Regions from separate parts of the Rattus norvegicus genome. Here regions 1 and 2 are each linked to region 3. A link is a contact called in public Hi-C data. All regions are on one chromosome and are shown on one strand. Each heading gives the region's core, a stretch centred on a gene start, on an enhancer-like site or on the middle of the called end of the contact. The rest is flanking DNA. Distances are from core to core; before and after follow the strand shown.

Region 1 (2,700 bases), core at 162-2,661, 160 kb after region 3:
GAGTCCCCTGGAACAGGAGTGGGTGTCAGGAGAGGAAGAGAATGGGGAGGAGAAGGCTGGTAGGACAGGGAGGGGTCATTAGGCTCTCCCAGATAAATAACCACCTCCAGGCTCCTCTGCAGTCTACACCCCACCCCCTGCCGCGCCCCCAAGTTCTCCCGCGGTAAAGCGGCTACCATCAACAGTAATGCCTCAGAGAGATAGGAGTCAGGATGGAGAATACCCTCATTTTAGGGCAAAGATGTGCTCGCAACATCTTAAACCCACACAGCCGCCAATGCGGGGCGTGTAGTCACCCGCCCAGACACACAACAGGGATGCATCTGAGAGCATCTTTTCGTTGCCCCGGCCACCACCTCATCAAGTCACTGTCACTGTTTTGTCAATTACCCTACTGTTTCCAAATCTGTGCAGCGCTCCCCCCACCACCACACCCCCACGGTAGGCGGGATCCCGAACCAACACTATCGGAGAAGCTCCCCACAAGTCTAGCCGTCTTTGTCCTGCTGCTGTTCTTCCAGGAACAAGCGCCCCAGGCCCCAGGTCCGCACAAAAGACCCCCAGAATCTGGCCCTCCACTCGGCCCCCTTTTTCTAATAATGGCTTGAAGGCAACTTCTAACAGGGAATCCGGGAGTAGGAAGGCAGGACAGTACTGGAGGGGGACCACTCAGGGCTTGAAAATGCTTGGTGGGGGGTGCACAGCGGGGATATGCGCGCACCTCAAGGGCGCGTGCAGCGCGTGCAGGAGGCGAGCTCCCGGGACCAGAGCTCCAGGGGGCATCCCAGGACTCACCAGAGGCAACTGCCTTGACCCCATCGCGCTCCCAACTCAAAGCAATGCCGGAGAAAAAAAAACCCAACTCCCCGGACCACCTCCTCCGGGGACGCCACTCCAGCTCTGCACTCCTTTAACCAAACAGACCACCCCAACCATAGCCCAAGAGGCACTCCCAGATATATCTATCCCAGACTACCGTTGCCCTTTCCCGCTTTTCCCTAGGCACAGGCTTCCCCGCGAGTCCCCTGTGCACCCGGGACCTGGGAGCATACAGAACGGAAAAACAAACCGAAACTCACTGACCTCTCAGCAGTGGCCCCGGCTCTGCTACGCCGCGGGCGGCTGCAGGAACGTGGGCAGCATCCCGAGGGTCCACGCTGCCCACCGCGCTCTGCTAGACGAGCGCCCAGGGCCGGCTGCTGCCTGCTCCTCCCGCCGCGGGTTGCGGGGCAGCGCGGGCAGAGTGGCGGCAGCGCCTCCCGCAGCCCAGCTCCCAGCTCGTCCCTCCTTCTGCTTCAGGCGGCGCCCTCCACCTGCCTGGCTGCCCTCCGAGTCCACGCTCGGACACCCGCCGCCAGGCGCCGGACACTGAGCGGGAGCTTTTGGTGCCACCCCCAGAGACCCAAGCACTGAAGGGAGCGGGAGGCTGAGCTCCGCTCCGCGGACCGCCCCTCCCCGGCGGCTCCACCTCCTCCCGCACTCCACCCGGCTGCTTGGCCGGCACGTCCTGTCTGTCTGTCGGTCCCCAGTGGCCCAGTCTTGGTGTGGGTGGGGAAGCAGGGACGCACCCTCCACCTACCGTATACCGGCGAGCACCTTGACCGAGCGCGGAAGCAGGACCTGAACGGGGTCAGGTGTGACCTAGAGGCCCGAGCACTGCAGGCTAGATCGGCTGGCCGCGGTGGCGACCCAGCTGCGGCTCCGGACTCAAGGCTATGGGGAGGAGGGAGGAGTCTAGACTGTTGCCTTTCCCGCGGGTTCCTTTTGGCTGCCCCTGAAAGTTCACTAACCCAACCAGGGCAGGAATCTGTCAGCATGGAATGGGATATGCTCCCAAAAAGGTCCACGGGGACACCTCGCGACTCGACCTCAAGTGTAAACGAAGCTCACAAAAAAGGTCAACAGGAAGGAGCAGGTGCTGGGTCTATAAAGAAGCCTAGACGGTCTACTACCCTATCGCCCAACTTAAAACCCAACTTCAGGCTCAGTGGTAAAGTGCTTGCTTGCCTAGATGCGTGAGTCTGGACTTACCCCCAGTACTCCTAAACAAAACCAAAGCCTCTCCCCTTAGTAGGATAAGCTTTTAATGCCCTGTAACCCCAGGAAAATCTAAAGATAGGGTCTCCTATTTCTTTGCTTAACAATTAGTGGGGAAATGGGGAGAAATGTGTCCCCTGCTGGTCTCGGGCTCCATGTCTGAGTTCTGGGACCTTTGGGGATCTATTCCACTGAGAAACGGAAAACTCACTAGAGTTATGTGTCTTCTCATCTCCACGGTTCAGCCAAAGGATCCCTCTGTCCGTGCACCTACACCTAGGTGCTGAGCTGTCTTCATGGGTCCCGTGCTCCTTCCTATTACAGTAGTGCTTCTCTACCTTCCTAATGTTGTGGCCCTTTAACACAGTTTCTCACATTGTGCTGACCCCCAATCGTAAAATTATTTTTGTTGCTACTTCCTAACTGACATATTGCTACTGTTACAAACCAGAATGCAAACATCTGTGTTTTCCCATTGTCTTTTGTGAACCATGAAAGGGTCTCGAGCCACAAGTTGAGAACTTCTGATCAAGAAGTCCTGAGAGCCATGTTGGCTCCGTATGACCTAATGAAGCCATGTTGGCAGCTGGTCCTACTTGCTTTGTCTCACATGTACAACTTGTGAATGGTGTTCCAAGCAGGCTATTAACACACTGGGGAAAA
Region 2 (2,700 bases), core at 115-2,614, 130 kb after region 3:
GTAGTAAAACAAGGGGAAATGGACATTTTTCAGAGCCCTGGGTTGAAACAGATACAGGCAAGAAAGAGAGAATACCTTCCCCGCTATCCACATGTGTGCATAACTATCATGCCCCAGCTTTCATACCCAGCCATGATTACTCCCAACACTCAAAGAGGAAGAATGCATAGAGACTGTTTGATTTTTCACCTCAAGTCAGGTGTCGTGGCATTCACCTTTAATATCACCACTGGTGGTCAGCCTTGGCTACAGAGCAAATTCAAGGGCAGTCTGGGGCACGGGAGACTTTGTTTCAGAAAATAAACTACCAATGAACAGAACCCTCTGGTTGAATTAGGGAAAAGCTGGAGGAAGCTGAGGAGGAGGGCAACCCTGTAGGAGGACCAGCAGTCTCAATTAACCTGGACCCCCAAGATCTCTCAGACACTGGATCACCAACCAGGCAGCATCCACTAGCTGAGATGAGGCCTCCAACACATATACAGCAGAGGACTCCCCGGTCTGGGTTCAGTCAAAGAAGATGCACCTAACCCCCAAAAGACTGGAGGCCCCAAGAAGTTTAGAGGCCTGGTGGGGTGAGTGGGGTAGGGACGGGGGAAGGGTGAGGGGTGGAGGAGGTATGGAATGTGGAACAGTTGGAGAGTGGTCTGAGAGGGGAATAAAATCTGGAGTCTAAAAGTAAACAAACAAACAACAAACTAAAACTAAGCTTATAATGGATTTATAAGCTTTCATTGTTGACTTGACACAAACTAGAATCTTGGGAAGATTCTTCCATTAGTGAGGTATTGTCTATTTCAGATCGGCTGCAGACCTTACTGTGAGGAAATGCCCAAGGTTAACTCTTGTGGGGAAGCCCAGCCAACTGTGGTGATTATTGCAAAGGCTTAGGAACAGGGTTGGGGGAATCCCTGAACTGTATAAAAGTGACGTGCTCAAGCTGAGCACAAGCAAGTAAGTGAGCATTATATTTCTCTGTGCTCAAAAGTTTGACTCCCTGGAGCCACATGACTTTATTTTCATGGTGATACTAAAACAACTTTTATATTAAAAGCTGTCAATTTTCTCTGAGCCCTTAGGGCCTCTGAAAACCCTGGCTTGAATCCTGGAAAACAAAGCAAATTTCCAATAGACACCCCCCCACACACACACACACACACACAGGCATTTTAGCTATAAGCTATCAGCAGTAATGGTAGCAGGATAGAAAACACTCACCACAGCCCAGTGTTGCTGCAATGCTTCCTCTGAAAGAACTTTGAAATGGCCAACCCTTCGACTTCATGGCCCTCTTGGGATCATTAGAGGCATAGAAATAGCAAAGAATCTCGTACTGCAACTCCATGTCCTCCATGGTTTGGCCAGTCATTCTAAGCATGGCTGTTGCCCTGTTCACTCTGTTTTCAGGTGACAGCCTGATGAAGGACCTTCCTGATCAATAGTCATTTAAAGTGGTTGTCATGGAAACGTCTAAATATTGACCTAAAAAGTGTTTCCCAAGACACACATTTATGCTGTGTTGGTGAATCAGCAGACATTAAGGCAAGAGTGGCAGAAAGCCCCATGTTGGAGGAGTGGGTCAAGTTCACGTTGATGTGGGGTCTGTGTCAGCCCCTCAGCCCCAAGCCACCCAGACCTGTCTCCTTTGCATCCATGAACTCTAAGATGTGGACTCTGTCCTGAGATCTAGCTTCCTTAGGAAATGTTCTTCTATGAAGCTTGTGTTGGGCAAGCCTTCAGGACTTCCAAGGTCTGGATGCTCCCTGAGTCAAGACAGCAATGGGACCTCTACACTGGAGACTTGTTCTTAATTAGTCCCTCAGTGCCAGCCTAGATGAAGTTAGAGTGGCTGCCCTCATGATCACCTCGGCTGTTTCCATGAGACCTGCCAGAGGCTTGCATAGGCACATATTGCCTCACAGACCTCATGACTCAGCAAAATTCCTCAATTTTTTTTTCCACAGAGATGACAGAACTGGGACCCATTTTAATAAGAAATATATGTTAAGTTTATTTGGCAAGATGAGAACAAAGCCAGGATGAAGCTGGGGGTCTCCTGCGTTGTCTCTGCTGTGAGAATCACACCTGGAGAAACTCCACTTTCTTGTGCACTGAGTGAAGTCAACTGCTGACTAGAAGAGAGCAGAAGAGGCATTTTCTAACACACAGGGGACCCCCTGGAGAGTCTCAGAGCACAATCCCATATTACAGACAAGTGTGGGCAGCTCCCTCAGGTACCTACCAGTCACGGTTACCGTTCAGTAGCAGACATGTGCTCGCTCTACCTCACAGAATGGGACAGAGAAGGGATCTGTTCAAATTCCCACCTCAGTGCTTTTGATAAAACCAATTGCTTCCAACAAAACAGAAAGGGCTTCAGTACTCCCCACTGGTCCCATCTGAGCTTCTTGGTTGCAAGCTTAGCTGGTTTCTGTGAAATCAGCAATGGAGTACAAGGGGAGTGTTGAACAAATGCAAACTCCAAGTTGCCTCAAAATGCTTCAGGATTTTCATATACCACATTCCAGGGGTGCCATGACATAGTTATTAAAACAACTACCTGCTCAGCTCAAAGTTTTGGGAAGAGTTGGGTGTGTATGCCATCCCAGGTGCCACGTGCTCTCTTGAGATCAAACCATGAGTTAGTTGGCTTTTTCAATTGTCTGGGTCCCTTGCTGTAGATACCATGCACGGATGCTT
Region 3 (2,700 bases), core at 172-2,671:
TCCTGGCTTTAAAGGCAGTTTTACACTCTATCCAGCAAAAAGAAAACACATAATAGCCAAATACAGGCAGGCTCGTTAGGTGCAGGAATGAATCAACAGGATCCATTAATGTTCTTCTGGCTAATCTTAAACTGCAGCCCAGACACAACCAAGGCACAATGGAAGCTGGTGCATTTGGATGCAGCTAAGAACTCGCTAGCATTAAGTCAGTCTAAGCCTTGGGCAGGCTTACAGGTGTGTGTGTGTGTGTGTGTGTGTGTGTGTGTGTGTGTGTGTGTGTGTAAAACTCACTGGTTTATGAACCAACTGGCAGGTCAGTGTTAGGAACAGGAATGACTCTCAGAGCAGAAGCTGTTTCTGCTGACCGCCATATTGCCAGCTCTGATGTGACTCCAGCACTTTAAGCCTAGATTAGGTCAAAGTTAGCATTTAGACACAAAAAGTGAGATTTCCTTTAAAGACCTAGAAATGTCATTGTCAACATTCAGCTCACTGTGGAGAAATGCAGTGCTCTGATCTGGCAGCCCCTCTGTGCTACAGGGCTCTGACGTGCAGCACACACTCCTGCATCACAAAACCCTTAAAACGCACAAGCATGAACTCAACACATTTCCTAGATCCTGTAAGAAGGCTCTGGGGCAGGCCAGGAGATGGCCCCACACAGAACTGTGTCTTCCTTCTCTCCTGAGATGAGCAAGGAGCCGTATCAGCAGTCTGTCTCCTCTCGACCCTCTTCAGTCTGTGGTGCAAACTGGAAAGAACTCTGTTGACTAGAAGAAACCTGGGGAATGAGCAGGCCAGGTAATTGGGAATCAATTTTAAGAAGCTAAATTAGCAATAAGAAGAGGCAAAGGGGTTTCTAGAGCCACTCGGGTATCCAGGGTGAAGTAAGAAGGCAACGAAGTAAGAAAAGAGCGATTTAAAAATTAACCCGCATGTGAACCCACGCTGCTCAGAGCAGGAATTCAAATCAAAGATCAGTTGAGCCCCTCCTCCTTCTGGAGCAGGATTGGCATTTGAGAAGAGAAATTGTTTGCTGGATAACCCAGCCTGCTGGGTAATTAAACAAGTATACCGATCAATAGTCAGTACCTGGGATTTGGAAGCTCACTGACAAGCTAGCACCGGGACACAGAAGGGAGAGTGGGGAACTGCTGGTCGCTTCAGGCAAGGCTTTGAGGCTTCTGCATTAAAAGATAAACACACAGTCTCCTCACCTTACTTGCTTTAAAAACCTCTTTGATTCAGCATTAACCCAGACAAAAGGAAGGGTCTCCACTCCAAGCATTTTTCTCTGGGTGACAGGTTCAGTTGTAAAGAGTCCAATTTGTGATTACATGGTTCACTTATACAGTGCAATGAAGCTGCCTGTTGGGTTCATGTTGCTTAAAAAAAAAAAAAGTGGTCAAGTTACTCATTAGCTACCTTGACCCTGTCTCCCTGAGAATTAGAGCGCTGGCCAAGGATCAGTTCCAGGAAAGCTGGAGCGATCCGCTCTTGTGTTTGTTGTGGTCATAGAACCCACCGGATCCTGAGCATGCTGTGTGTGTGGCAAAACACCTGCAGCTGCCCAGGCGCAGGCCACACTGGCCACCTGCCAAGACATTCATTGCCACCAATGGGAGAAGGCTAACCTAACTCTCCTCCAGAAGCTGGGTCATGGGTTCTTGTCTTCAGCAGAGGAAGCTGGGTGATGACTGGGCCAGGGAAAAGTCAGAAAGAGAAAGGGCGTGGCTTCAGATCTCAGATGCATGGAAATGGCCAGTGCTGTCTCTGTGCTGCTTCTTCTTCTTGGTATTGGTGGAAGTAGAATGGAAGGAAGACTTGGGGCCATTAACTCACCTTGCACCCTGCACCCTGCCCCCTCCACAGACTTGCCTGGAATTTCCTGTATTCCTGAACTTTTACAGAGGAAACCAGCTTCTTCCACTCCTTGCTTATCCATGAGGTATATGCTTAAAGGTTGAAAACAATCACAAAGGCGATGTAATTGTTCTACAAGTTGCTCTATAGTGAGGGATCTTGGAAGCACAACTAGCTGAAACGCAGCAAAAGAAACAATCGGTGGTTATTAAGGAAAGAGGTGTTCTCAGTATGGACCAGTGATTTGCACCTCAAAGATTTATACTACAAAATTCTGGAGTTGTTCATAGAACAGACTGCATTCCACAGACTGAGAAAACAATAATACTTATCTTGTATCTTATTATTTTTACGATAATAATAATTATTTTTATTGTTATTGTTTAATGACGAAAAGCCTCAGGTGAGCTGGGGAGCTCCAGACAGATAAGTTAATACACTGATAACATCTTCTGGCAGATAGGAGCTGGGAAGCCGCTGACAAGAAGGTCAAGATATTGATAAGAACATCCGAGTGGCATTTTACAATCCTGATACTTCAAAAAGCAGATCTGCAGATGAATTTTTTGCATCTTAAAAGTGCCCTTTTCTTCCCTATAAAACCCTCAAGCCCACTGTGCTTTCCCCTCAAAGGGACTCCCTGCTTCATTATTCTAATAAAGACAATCTGCTTCTACAGAGGCCAGTCTCAGCACTGTCACTCTGATCTAAGAGGTGTTGGATGATGATGATGATGGCCATGGTGGTGATGTGTGTGTGTGGTATAATATATACTAGATGTTGCATTTTCACAGAGTGCAGAGGAATTCAGAGGACTGTTTTTGGAAGCTGATATTT

The links. Hi-C and Micro-C count contacts between places; a contact is called where the count stands out from the background.
Region 1: a Hi-C map of liver shows a contact between it and region 3, with 4 times the contacts expected there. The contact joins the promoter of Rnf152 here to the enhancer-like site in region 3. A contact is called at or near these places in 4 of 12 Hi-C or Micro-C datasets (kidney and liver).
Region 2: a Hi-C map of liver shows a contact between it and region 3, with 3 times the contacts expected there. The contact joins two enhancer-like sites. A contact is called at or near these places in 2 of 12 Hi-C or Micro-C datasets (kidney and liver).

The regions. Positions count from the first base shown.
Region 1 is chr13:21,916,281-21,918,980 of GRCr8, forward strand. It overlaps Rnf152 (ring finger protein 152), which reads right to left and starts at 1,412. Exons shown (of 3, transcript NM_001106305.2): 1 at 1,084-1,412.
Region 2 is chr13:21,882,912-21,885,611 of GRCr8, forward strand. The region is part of intron 2 of Rnf152 (ring finger protein 152); the gene reads right to left. Among named protein-coding and RNA genes, the nearest start is that of Rnf152, 33 kb to the right of the region's middle. Within about 2 kb of position 1,365, at least 2 of the 93 cell types and tissues checked have an H3K27ac peak or open chromatin away from gene starts, as enhancers often do. A contact at or near this core is called in liver, where this site is marked.
Region 3 is chr13:21,751,325-21,754,024 of GRCr8, forward strand. No RefSeq gene overlaps it. Among named protein-coding and RNA genes, the nearest start is that of Rnf152, 170 kb to the right of the region's middle. Within about 2 kb of position 1,422, at least 15 of the 93 cell types and tissues checked have an H3K27ac peak or open chromatin away from gene starts, as enhancers often do. A contact at or near this core is called in kidney and liver, where this site is marked.